Linked DNA regions of Capra hircus: region 1 is linked to region 2. A link is a contact called in public Hi-C data. All regions are on one chromosome and are shown on one strand. Each heading gives the region's core, a stretch centred on a gene start, on an enhancer-like site or on the middle of the called end of the contact. The rest is flanking DNA. Distances are from core to core; before and after follow the strand shown. Region 1 has its middle 140 kb from the start of INSIG2. Region 2 overlaps LOC102181078 (a long non-coding RNA gene).

Region 1 (4,705 bases), core at 368-2,867, 730 kb before region 2:
TACAAACCAAAACAAAGACCCAAAAGAAAGCTTGCACATTTTAAAATTAGAATTTCTAAAGACAACGCACTCAGGGAACGACCTCAGAGTTCTGGGTTAGGACTGATTTTTCAGCCCCAAATCGAGCCTAGTTTTAACAAATGTTACCAGGGAAAACAATGTATTTTTCTTTTCCTAACTAAAATCTATCTTTTAAAAAATTAATTTGCTCTCCGTATTGCCGGGTTACATTTTCATTTAACTTCGGTGCCGTGCCTTGTAATTAGTTTTTCTTGATCTGTTTCTTGGAAGAAAAAAAGAAAGAAAAAAACACCAGAATTAAAAACAAGCTTCTAGGATGCAGTTAAAATATTTTCCTTTATCACGCCTGGCGGGAAAGGAACCAACAACACTGAACCCAGGACGGCGGCGAGTCCCACGTCCCTCTAGTCCCATTTCCAAACCCCAACATCTTTTCTTAAAAATCTGCGGGGCTTATTGTGAAGCCAAGGCGCTTGGCGTAGGAAGACAGTCGCTTGTAATTTATTTGGGAGAGGGACAGGGTCTTGGAAAGGAAACTTGGGGGGTTACGAGGAGGAAGAGTCGGTTTTATTCCCCAACTTCTTCTCGGGCGTTTGCCCGGACCGGAGAGGAGCTGCTGGCCCTTCTCCGGCTCACCTGGGAAGGCCCCCTCCTGGCACCCGCTTTGTTTGGCGTGCCTTTAAAAGCCTCCTGTTGGCAGAGAGACCCACAATGAAACAAATTCTCATTTTATGACGTCTTTCCCCCTCTAGGAGTCCGAACAATGTTTGGGGGGCTCGGCACGCCAGAAGATAAAAGAGTTTTATTTTAAATGCGATACGTGTCAGGATTAGACAGCGTTTCCTTTCAGCTAAACTACAGAGCGGATCTTCATTTCCTATTGCACTGCTTCCCCCAAAAGAAACTTTTTTCTTCTTTTCTTTTTTCCTTTTCTCCCTCTTCTCCCCGCATCAAAGAGTCAGGAAGACGAGCCCTGGGCACAAAGCTGTTCCCTCTCCCCCCGCCGGAAATCATCTTGGACTTCTAATCCGTGTACATTTCAGAGCAACCCGGGGCCTCGGCGACGGTTTGGGGTTGAGTTTTCCGGGATGAGATTGCGAACTAGTTGGGGCTGCAGGGAGCGGCCGAGCCGAGCCGGGCGGGTCGCGGAGCCGAGCGCGGCGACCTTGCTGGCGGACGTGAGAGCGGGGCCTGCGCGCGGGCTCCAGGGGCGCACCGGCCGGCCGCGGCTGGGCCGCTTCGGGCCCTGGCCCGCGCTCCTAGGAAGGGGCAGGCCGGACCCCGAAGCCTCCGCTTCTGGGGTCAGCTGGCTTCCTTGGGCCACCTCGGGCCTCGATGGGACCGGGCGGCGGACTAGGGCCTTTGTCCCCGCGGGTCTCGAGGACACGGTCCGGGCGCCCGCCCCCTCCTGCCCCAGACCGCGGAGAAACCTGGCGCTTAACAGCCTTTTGCACTTTTCCGGCACTTTCTCGGGAATCGGAGGAGCCCGGCCAGAAATCCCGAGGAGGGAGGTCGTGATTTATGGTCGGGGAGCCGGAGTCTGGCACCATATGGTGGGATTTATCAGGCCCTGGCCGCCTCCAGCCCCCGAGAGAGCCCCCACCTCCTATGTCGGGCAAACAGTGCCCGGCTGACAATGTCGCCGGCCCGGCCCGGGGCTGGAAACGCCTGGACCGCTCCTTTCCTCCCTTCAAGAAGTTGATAGATGATAGGCTTTATATATACATACATACATACATACATACATACATACATATATATTTACCTTATGGTATTACTCGGGATTACACAAAAAAGTAACTTGTGATCTTTGGACATTAGCACTTAACATTAGGCTGCTGGGACCCCCCCTCCCCCGGCCCCCCGGCCCCCCTTCCCTTTGGAGGAGGCGAGCGGGGGCGCCTTGGGGCCAGGTGGAAGGTGGTGTAGGGTTAAGAAGTGTCGGACCTCGGAGAAGGGCCTCACTTCCTCTTCGTTTTGTCGCCCTTTGTGTTACATACGGGGGCAAGCAAGGTCTGCCAATCACTACCATTTCTCTTTCTTGTTCTATAAAGACGGGGTCGTCACAGCAACAGGGACATGACAGGCTGGTATCTCTCTCGAGCTCCAGGGGGCCCTTAATAGGATTGAAGCAAAAGATCAAGCGAATGGTTTCCTATTTTAGGTCCGTAATAACTCCCAACTGCTTGCATATACATGGGCCTTACAGTATTATGAGGCGATTTTTTAATCCCAGAAAAGAGGAACCTGTGTTCTAGCCGAGTCTGTCTTAGAGAACCCTATGGGATCCACCCTCCCCCGCCACCCTTCATCCTCATCCTCCCTTTTATTTGAGGGGAGGGATTTCACTCCCGATTTCACTTACCACCCCTCCCCCAGAAGCCGAAGGTGTCATTTCCTTTCATTAATTCATTTTACCAGCTCAAAGTAAATAGTCTGTTTAGAGGGAACAAAGACCCCCCTTTTTGGTATTCAGTTGAAGTCCCCGGTGGGATCAGAAGTTTGCATATCTTTGGAGATACTGGCCTTAGATAAGGTTTAGCCGGACATCCCTACCTCCTACACCAACCTCCCTGCACCGCGCCCCACCCCCCACTCCCCCAACCCACACACCTACCAAAACACAAAGCAACCTAAGGAGAAATGAAAAGGTTTCTCTCCCCAGGCCACTGTTCATGTTCAAAATGAAGTCTCCTGGGCATGGGGAGTACGCATGGTGGGTGGATGTCCCTTATCTGTGTGCTTGTTGAGTAGAGAGAGGAAACAGATGCAATGCATGGGGCAAGGAGGTGGCTTGTTTACACCCTTGAAGACCTGGGGAAACCTGTCAAAGGAGACTGACTGCAAAAAACTGAGACTGCCTGGGAAATCTGAAGGCAAACAACCCTGCAAGAATCAGCACCAGCAACATCTGTCACCACAGCTGTTTCCTTTCTGGTTGGTGAGAGAACCTCTGTGGGCTGGCATTGAACTCCAGGCAACGGGCCCAGGGTCTTTCTCTTCCAAACAGAACCTTCCAGGTCTCTGTGTACTTAGCCTGCTTAAAAAGAAAACACAATACAAAGCAAAACAAGCATGGCATTGCCACCCTTTAGGGGAAAAGAAATAGCCTGGTTGAAGCAGGTTAAGAAGTGTTTTTGTCATGTGGTTGCAGATGGGGAAACTGAGGCACAAGGTATCAGGGAACTTTCAAATTAACATCCAGAGAAGAAATCAGAATTGGTGAATTCAGTTCTCAGCCTATTGAATTCTGCTGAATGTCTCAGAAGGCACTGACTTTAAAAATTGAGTGTTTTTATTGTTTGTTTTCCCTTTCATTCAATCAAAAGATAATTATTGAGCACCTTGGATGTGGAAGATAAAATGCTTTGTGTTGTGAGAGATAAACAATGAAATGTGGCCTTAAGCCTGAAAGAATATGTCCGTTAGTCTCTGGGCACTGTGACAAGCAAGGACATGTGGCAGTGGTGGCTTGGGCTGAGGTTGTAGTAGGGAGGAGCTCTGACAAGGGAACGAGGGATGTCTGGCTTGAGTAAGCAGCAGAGACTTCCTGGAAGAAGTAGCACTGGGGTTCCTAGGACCTGCAGGCTGAATGAGATTTTGGTAAGCAGAGGTGGGAGAGGACACTGATGATACAGAGAACAGCAGGCTTTCACCATCACAAGGCAATGGCAAGTTAGTTTTTCAGGGGATGGAAGGAGATAAGGCAGGAATGAAACAGGAGACAGCTACAGCCTGGCTGAGACTTTTGGACTTGATCCCATCAACAAGGGGAGGTCTGAGTGCTGAGTTTAGGGGTGAGACTAGAGCTGATGCCAGGCAGGGTTTGGGGTTGTGAGAAAGCATGGATTCTGAGATCCCAGTGGGGAGGCTGTGGCAGGCAGGAGGGGTGAGGGCTGCTGCCAGCCAGTGGCATGAGCATGGAAAGGAAAAATGATTGTGTAAAAACTGGATGGACATAGAGCTCAAAGCAGGGAGACAGGTCAGAGGTGACGTGGCCTTCAAGCCTGGATGACCAGGGAAAAAAGGCAGCCTCGTTATGTGCAAGGAATTAAAATAACATTTAAATCCAGCATTACGTGCAGAGTGTTTAAAATATTGAGAGCTTCATGACAAGAGAGGAACTCAGATACCAACATTGGTGAGCTTTTCCAATGTTGAAGAGCTTTCTTTGTCAGAGCCAAACACTTGGCCTCATGGCTAAGGCTCAGTGTTATGCAAAGCCAGGTTCTCAGACCTCGGTGTCTTCATGGGGAGGACAGAGAAGCAGCTTGTAGAAAGCATATTTTCCCCAAGACACATTATTCTTTCTCAGCAGTCATTTCAATTTCATACCATTTTTGAGAGACATAATGGAGAGAGAAAGATATTCGAGGCATTGTCTCTGTAACTCCCAGGCATGAGGAAAGAAATGTCCAGGTGTTATAACTGATCTGCATTTATTATTTTTCAGATGCATTCAGTGTTTGTTTGAGAATGTTCCAGAGGGCAGATACCTGGATTATGAGACAGTCAGTGCAAGCCAGATGGATGGAAAAATAGTGAAATGGCACTGGACTGGGTGTTTGGGTCCAGAGTTCCCCTCCTGATTATGCCAACCAGGTTGTGAGAGCTTGGCCGCACGGGGGCACTCTCTGGGCCTGGTTTCCCAACCTGAAAAATGTGGTCCATAGACTGAAGGTCC
Region 2 (5,127 bases), core at 2,214-4,713:
AATCTATCTCGAGGACAATTATCGTCGCAATTGAAAAAAGCTCTCGGCTTCCCTTACTCCCCCCCCCCCATCCCATTCCCAATATTTGGGAAAAAAAAAAATAGGCGGAAGAATGGGGCCTGGGGATGGTGGTAGAGAAAGGCAGCAGCCCAGCTTGTGTGAAGGAGTGGGTTCGTGGACGCGCTTGTTGAGGGGAGATAACGCCCCCTAGGGGTGACCCTGGTAAGTCCCGGTGTTGTCTCTGGGCCAGTGAGCAGAGCCTTGCCCTCTGCGCTCGAAGCTCTTTAGCCTCTTAAAAGAGTGTGGTCACTCTGAGCCGAAGGACTAGAATCAAGGTTTCTAGGGTCTTTTCAAACCTCCGGCACGAGCCTGAGCCCCTCTGCTGGACCCCTTTCTACCCTATTTCTTTCGAGAGGGACCCTAGGCGGGTTCTTAAGGCAGGGAGCGGGGTCCTAGGAGCCGGGGAGGATTCCCGGCTGGTTTTCCTGTGAGGAACGCGCCACCTATCGGTGCTCTAGGAGAACTGCACCTGTGTTGCTCGGGTAGAGAAGGCTATAGGGGAGAGGTTTGATCTGAACTCCCAGGGCCGGGAGATTCAGACCGTTTCCGGACAGTCCGCGCCAGACCGGGGAGAGACAAGATTGCAGGAAGGGGATCCTTCACGGAATCCCCTCGCCTCGTGAGAGCTAAAGCTGTTTGCTCTGTGATTCCTAAAGCAGCAAGCACCTGAGTCGGAGTAGGATGGGCAATGCGTTGGGAGTCAGAATTGGATTCTTTGGACTCCTCTGCTATGCGACCTTGAGAGGGTTCCTGGCTTTCTCTGGGCCTGTTTCCTTATTCATAAACTGAGGAAATTGGATTAGATTGATCCCTTCTCGACTCTGACCTTGAATCTAACATTGAATCTAAGAAGTATATGTAGACGTGTGTCCTGTGTTTCTATTTCCAGCTCTTAATAGATTCTGGACTTTTATATGCCATTTATATCTTAATCTCTTATATGTAGCTGCTTCAATTAACATTACTGTTTTCTCAGTTGTCTGGGGATTTCATTTGCGTGGGATCAGGATGCTTCTTGGTGGCCCGAATAATCCTGATAAATGCCTGTTTGAAATGAAGTCAGTCATGTCTGACTCTTTGAGACCTATGGACATAGCCTGCCAGGCTCCTCCTTCCATGGAATTTTCCAGGCAAGAATACTGGAATGGGTTGCCATTTCCTTCTCCAGGGAATCTTCCCGACTCAGAGATCGAACTCGGGTCTCCTGCATTGCAGGCAGACACTTTACCATGTGAGCCACCAAGGAATCCCAAATGCCCATTTACTTAAACCTTTTTTAAAAAAAGAAACAGGAAAACTTCAGTCAGTTTACAGTGTGAACATGGCTGGGGAGAACGGGTGTCACAGAGCCAGGGAGAACATAATGGATGTTCATGTGGGAGCCTTAGGAGAGAAGACCCAGGACCCTGGATTGCAGTCACTGTCAGAGAGGTCAAGGAAGAACAGAAGCTAGACCGGCTAGAACAACCGGCGAAGCCATGGACACTCTGAAACTCCTGGGGTGGGGTCGGAGTAGCTCCTGACTGGAGACTCCTAGGTAGATGGAGCAAAAAAGGCAGGCGTTGAGACCAAAGGAGGATCGCTCAGACCTTAAGCCACTTCCCCTAAAACTCACCATGAAATTAATAAAGAACGGAAAGAAGGGGGTGGGGGGCAGTATTTTCCTCTGGTTATCCTGAGAAAGCGTGACTTCTGCTTGGAATTTCAGGTTTGTGAAACTGGAGGGAAGGGAAGGTTGCCCGCTGTGGGTGCTTTTTGAAAGGGCCGGCACTCAAGCTTGGGGCAGCCTGCCTGCGCCCAAATTAGACGTGCCAATTGGGGCGCTCCGGAAAGGTCTGCACCTGACGGAGCAGCAGGCAGGGCCCGCTAACCTCCTCTTCAGCTTCCCAACGGCCAGGGGCAGCGCGAGGCTGGATCCGTTGCCTGTTAGGATGGTTGGGCAGAGGCCACGCTTCCCCTCCCCCGGGAATAGAAACTCCCCATGGGACACCGAGAAGGGCTGCCACTTTGAATCTGGGACCCTTTTCATTCTGGATGGAAGGGACGTTTCTCGTCTTCCAGTTTGCGCATCCAAGAATCGTTCTGGGCCGCCGGCTCCTCGGAAGTGGAAGCGGTGAATTTCAGCGTCTAAACAACCCGCGCACATTGAGATTCAGGGCCAGTGGTTAAAGTTCTTAGTTGCAGATGGAAAAATCAAGGGTCTGGTCACTTGTCCTTGTGAACCCGAACCGAGCCCTTGGTGTACTTGGTGACCTGGCCCTGACGTCCTGGCGGTCTGTGCGGCTCGGAATTTTTCGAGCTGCACTCAGAGGCCGGCGAAAAGTTCGCAGTCCCGGTTCTCGGCAGCGCGGAACTCACATTGCTTGTGACACGGGCGCTTTCCCAGCCTCTCAGATCTGACCCATGGAACTTTGTGCCCTCTGGCTTGGGTGCTGAGGCCCCGGAGTTGGTGGCCATCCCGTTAAGCTATGTCGGCCCAGGAAATGCGAGCTCCAAGCCTGGGCCTACCACGGCGGCACCGCGGCTGCAGCTGTGGGTTAAGCACGGTGGCCGCGTGATCGCTGTAGCCCAGCCGGACCGAGGGGCAGCAGGGACTCAGTGTTCAACCCACCACCTCCTTGTCTTTCCCAGCTGGGCCAAGAAACCCAGATTTCAGGAATCACAAGATGCCAGACAAGAGTGCGCTGCGAGGAGCTGATCGAGACGTGGGAACTTCGGCGGCGCTGGTGCGGAAAACGCTGGCTCCAAAGTACACAGCTCAGATTCGCCTCTGTGGAGGGACCGACAGAAGAAAAAGAACGGATTCATTTTGCACATTTCATTCAGATGTTGCGGGTCTACAAAGCCATCCGGAGAGACAGAGAGATAAGGAGAGAAACAAGGAAAGGGGAGAATGCGGGCGAGGGATCGAGATGGGGGGGAGAGGGAAGGAAGGGGGCAAGGGGAAAGAGACAAACAGATGGAAGGGCCCCTTAAGAGGAGGTAAGGATGCTGAATAAGGGTATCCAGCATGCAGCGGTGTGCTTTGGGAGCAGCTCTAAGCTCTTCTTCGGGGTTAGTTCATTTAACGCTTACAGTAACCTATTGAGAAGTGTGGCACTGCTTCTCCAACTTACAAAGGAGGAAATCGAGGCTCGGAGAGTCATAACGTAGCCCGAGGGGATGCTCACAGCAAGCGGAAAACGAAGAGCAGAATTGATCCCCAGCTCTGGGAGGAGCGGGGGAAAGTCTGTTCAGGGCGCCCAGGGAGGACGGGGGTGTTATCATTTTCTCCGCACGGAGGCGGCCTCGATGATCCCAGCCGCTCTAGCCAGGCGGGACTCGTGTGGGCTGCGGAGCTCCTTCCGGTGAACGTCGGCCCGGCCTTCTGAGTTCTCTCCGCGGGTAGGCAGATCGCTCGTCCTCGAAGGGACTGGAATCCTCTGCAGGGAGATGACCTTCCGTTTCTGTCACTCAGACAGTCCCTCCGGGTGCAGCGCAGTCGGGCAGCCAGTCATTGAGGGTATTGGTGCTCTTCGTGCTTCCGAGCTCAGTGATCTCGGAAGGGGCCCCGCGTGGACTCATTCTTGGTTGGCTGCAGCGGGCTGCGGGGGCAAAAACGCTGGTCCTGGCAGGTCGAAGCTGCTGGGAACCCCCACTCCCGACCCCACCAGCCCAACCCGCACCTCCATTTTCAGTGTCTAGTCTCGGCAGCTGGCTGCCAGAGTGATCGCCAACGCCCAGTGTTTCCCAGACTTGCTTTCCCGCAGCAGGTGGGGACTCTAGCTGGGGCGTGAAGAGAGCTTGAGTCCCGCTGAGAGGACGAGTCCTCAGGCTTCCCAGACCTGAGCCTCAAGTGTCCCACCGCCACTTTCGCATGTCCCAGGGCCGGTGGAGGAGGACAGTGGCAAAACCCGGGTTCCCCAGCCTTTCCTAGCCATCATCCCTCATCCCTCCCAGGCTCCCCTCCCAGGCTCCAGCAGCCCTTCTTACTCACCAGGATGAGGCTGAGGATGGAGAGGGAAGGAGGGGACCTAGGATCAGAATTGACAGGAGATGGGCGTCCACTCCCCTCGACCTTGGCTCCAGGTCCTCTGCAGGCCAGTGAGAAACTCTGCCGTCCTTGAGAACCTTCAGCTGGTGCTACGTGGAAGGGGTTGTGCTGATGGTTGGCTCCAACTCACCCAGGCCCTGGTGAAAGAACTTTCCAGGCAGAGGAAAAGGAGGTGGGCTCTCAGCTTGCTTCAGAAAAGTGCAGGTGGGCTGAGAAGAGGGGGCTGGACCCCAGAGTGCTATCTCCCTCAGCTAACCGCCAGGACTTTTAGTCTTTCAGCCTTTGCTCCCTCGTGTTTCCCTTTCCCACAGCTTTGTCCTTGAACCCAAGGAGCAGAGCTAGAAGCTTTGCTGCAAGGTGTCTGTCACTGAGGGGGCACCTTTGATTTCTCCAGACCCCAGCAGGGCTCTCAGATGAGGAGTGAGCGGAGAAGCCACCCCTTTCATAGCCCAACTCTGAGGCCCACTGGCCAGCAAGAGACAGTGCCCGCTGGCCTGCACTACTTTTCAATTTTGACAAACCTAATTAGGACTTGTCAAATGCTAAAAGTCTTCCTGTTGAAGGCTGTCTTAGGTCTGGAAATCACAACTCTGTAAATTTGCAGTGCAGTTGAGATTTGGCAAGAAACTGAAGGTGTCAACAATTCTGAATGAATGTGATCTTGAACTGACATGGGTCTTTTTTTTTTTTTTGGAAGATATCTGAACCTTGAGCCAAAATACACCAAAGAAGAGATTCTCCTCGCATCCTCTACCTCCTGGAAGTTACAGGTACCTTGACTGTGGGGACCTAGGGGTTGGGAGTACAGAATTTGCAGGGAGTATGGGAGGTTATTTATTTTCCCTAGGTCATCAGAGAAGGAAAGCCAAGAGACAGTGCTTCCATCCCCCTTTCTCCATCAACCTTTAGCATTTATTCCCCTCACCTCTCCTGCCTGCCCCCGTCAGTCTCCCAGCTATCAAGTGCAGACTTGACAGGAATGTTGCAAGGAAAAACCAATTAAACGGCAGTACAATGCTTTGGAAATATTAAGT

The links. Hi-C and Micro-C count contacts between places; a contact is called where the count stands out from the background.
Region 1: a contact with region 2 is called in a Hi-C map of liver, with 4 times the contacts expected there. The contact joins two enhancer-like sites.

The regions. Positions count from the first base shown.
Region 1 is chr2:66,245,928-66,250,632 of ARS1.2, reverse strand. No RefSeq gene overlaps it. Among named protein-coding and RNA genes, the nearest start is that of INSIG2, 140 kb to the left of the region's middle. Within about 2 kb of position 1,617, at least 2 of the 5 cell types and tissues checked have an H3K27ac peak or open chromatin away from gene starts, as enhancers often do.
Region 2 is chr2:65,519,682-65,524,808 of ARS1.2, reverse strand. It overlaps LOC102181078 (a long non-coding RNA gene), which reads left to right. Exons shown (of 3, transcript XR_001919440.1): 2 at 4,791-4,863. Among named protein-coding and RNA genes, the nearest start is that of EN1, 9.9 kb to the left of the region's middle. Within about 2 kb of position 3,463, at least 1 of the 5 cell types and tissues checked has an H3K27ac peak or open chromatin away from gene starts, as enhancers often do.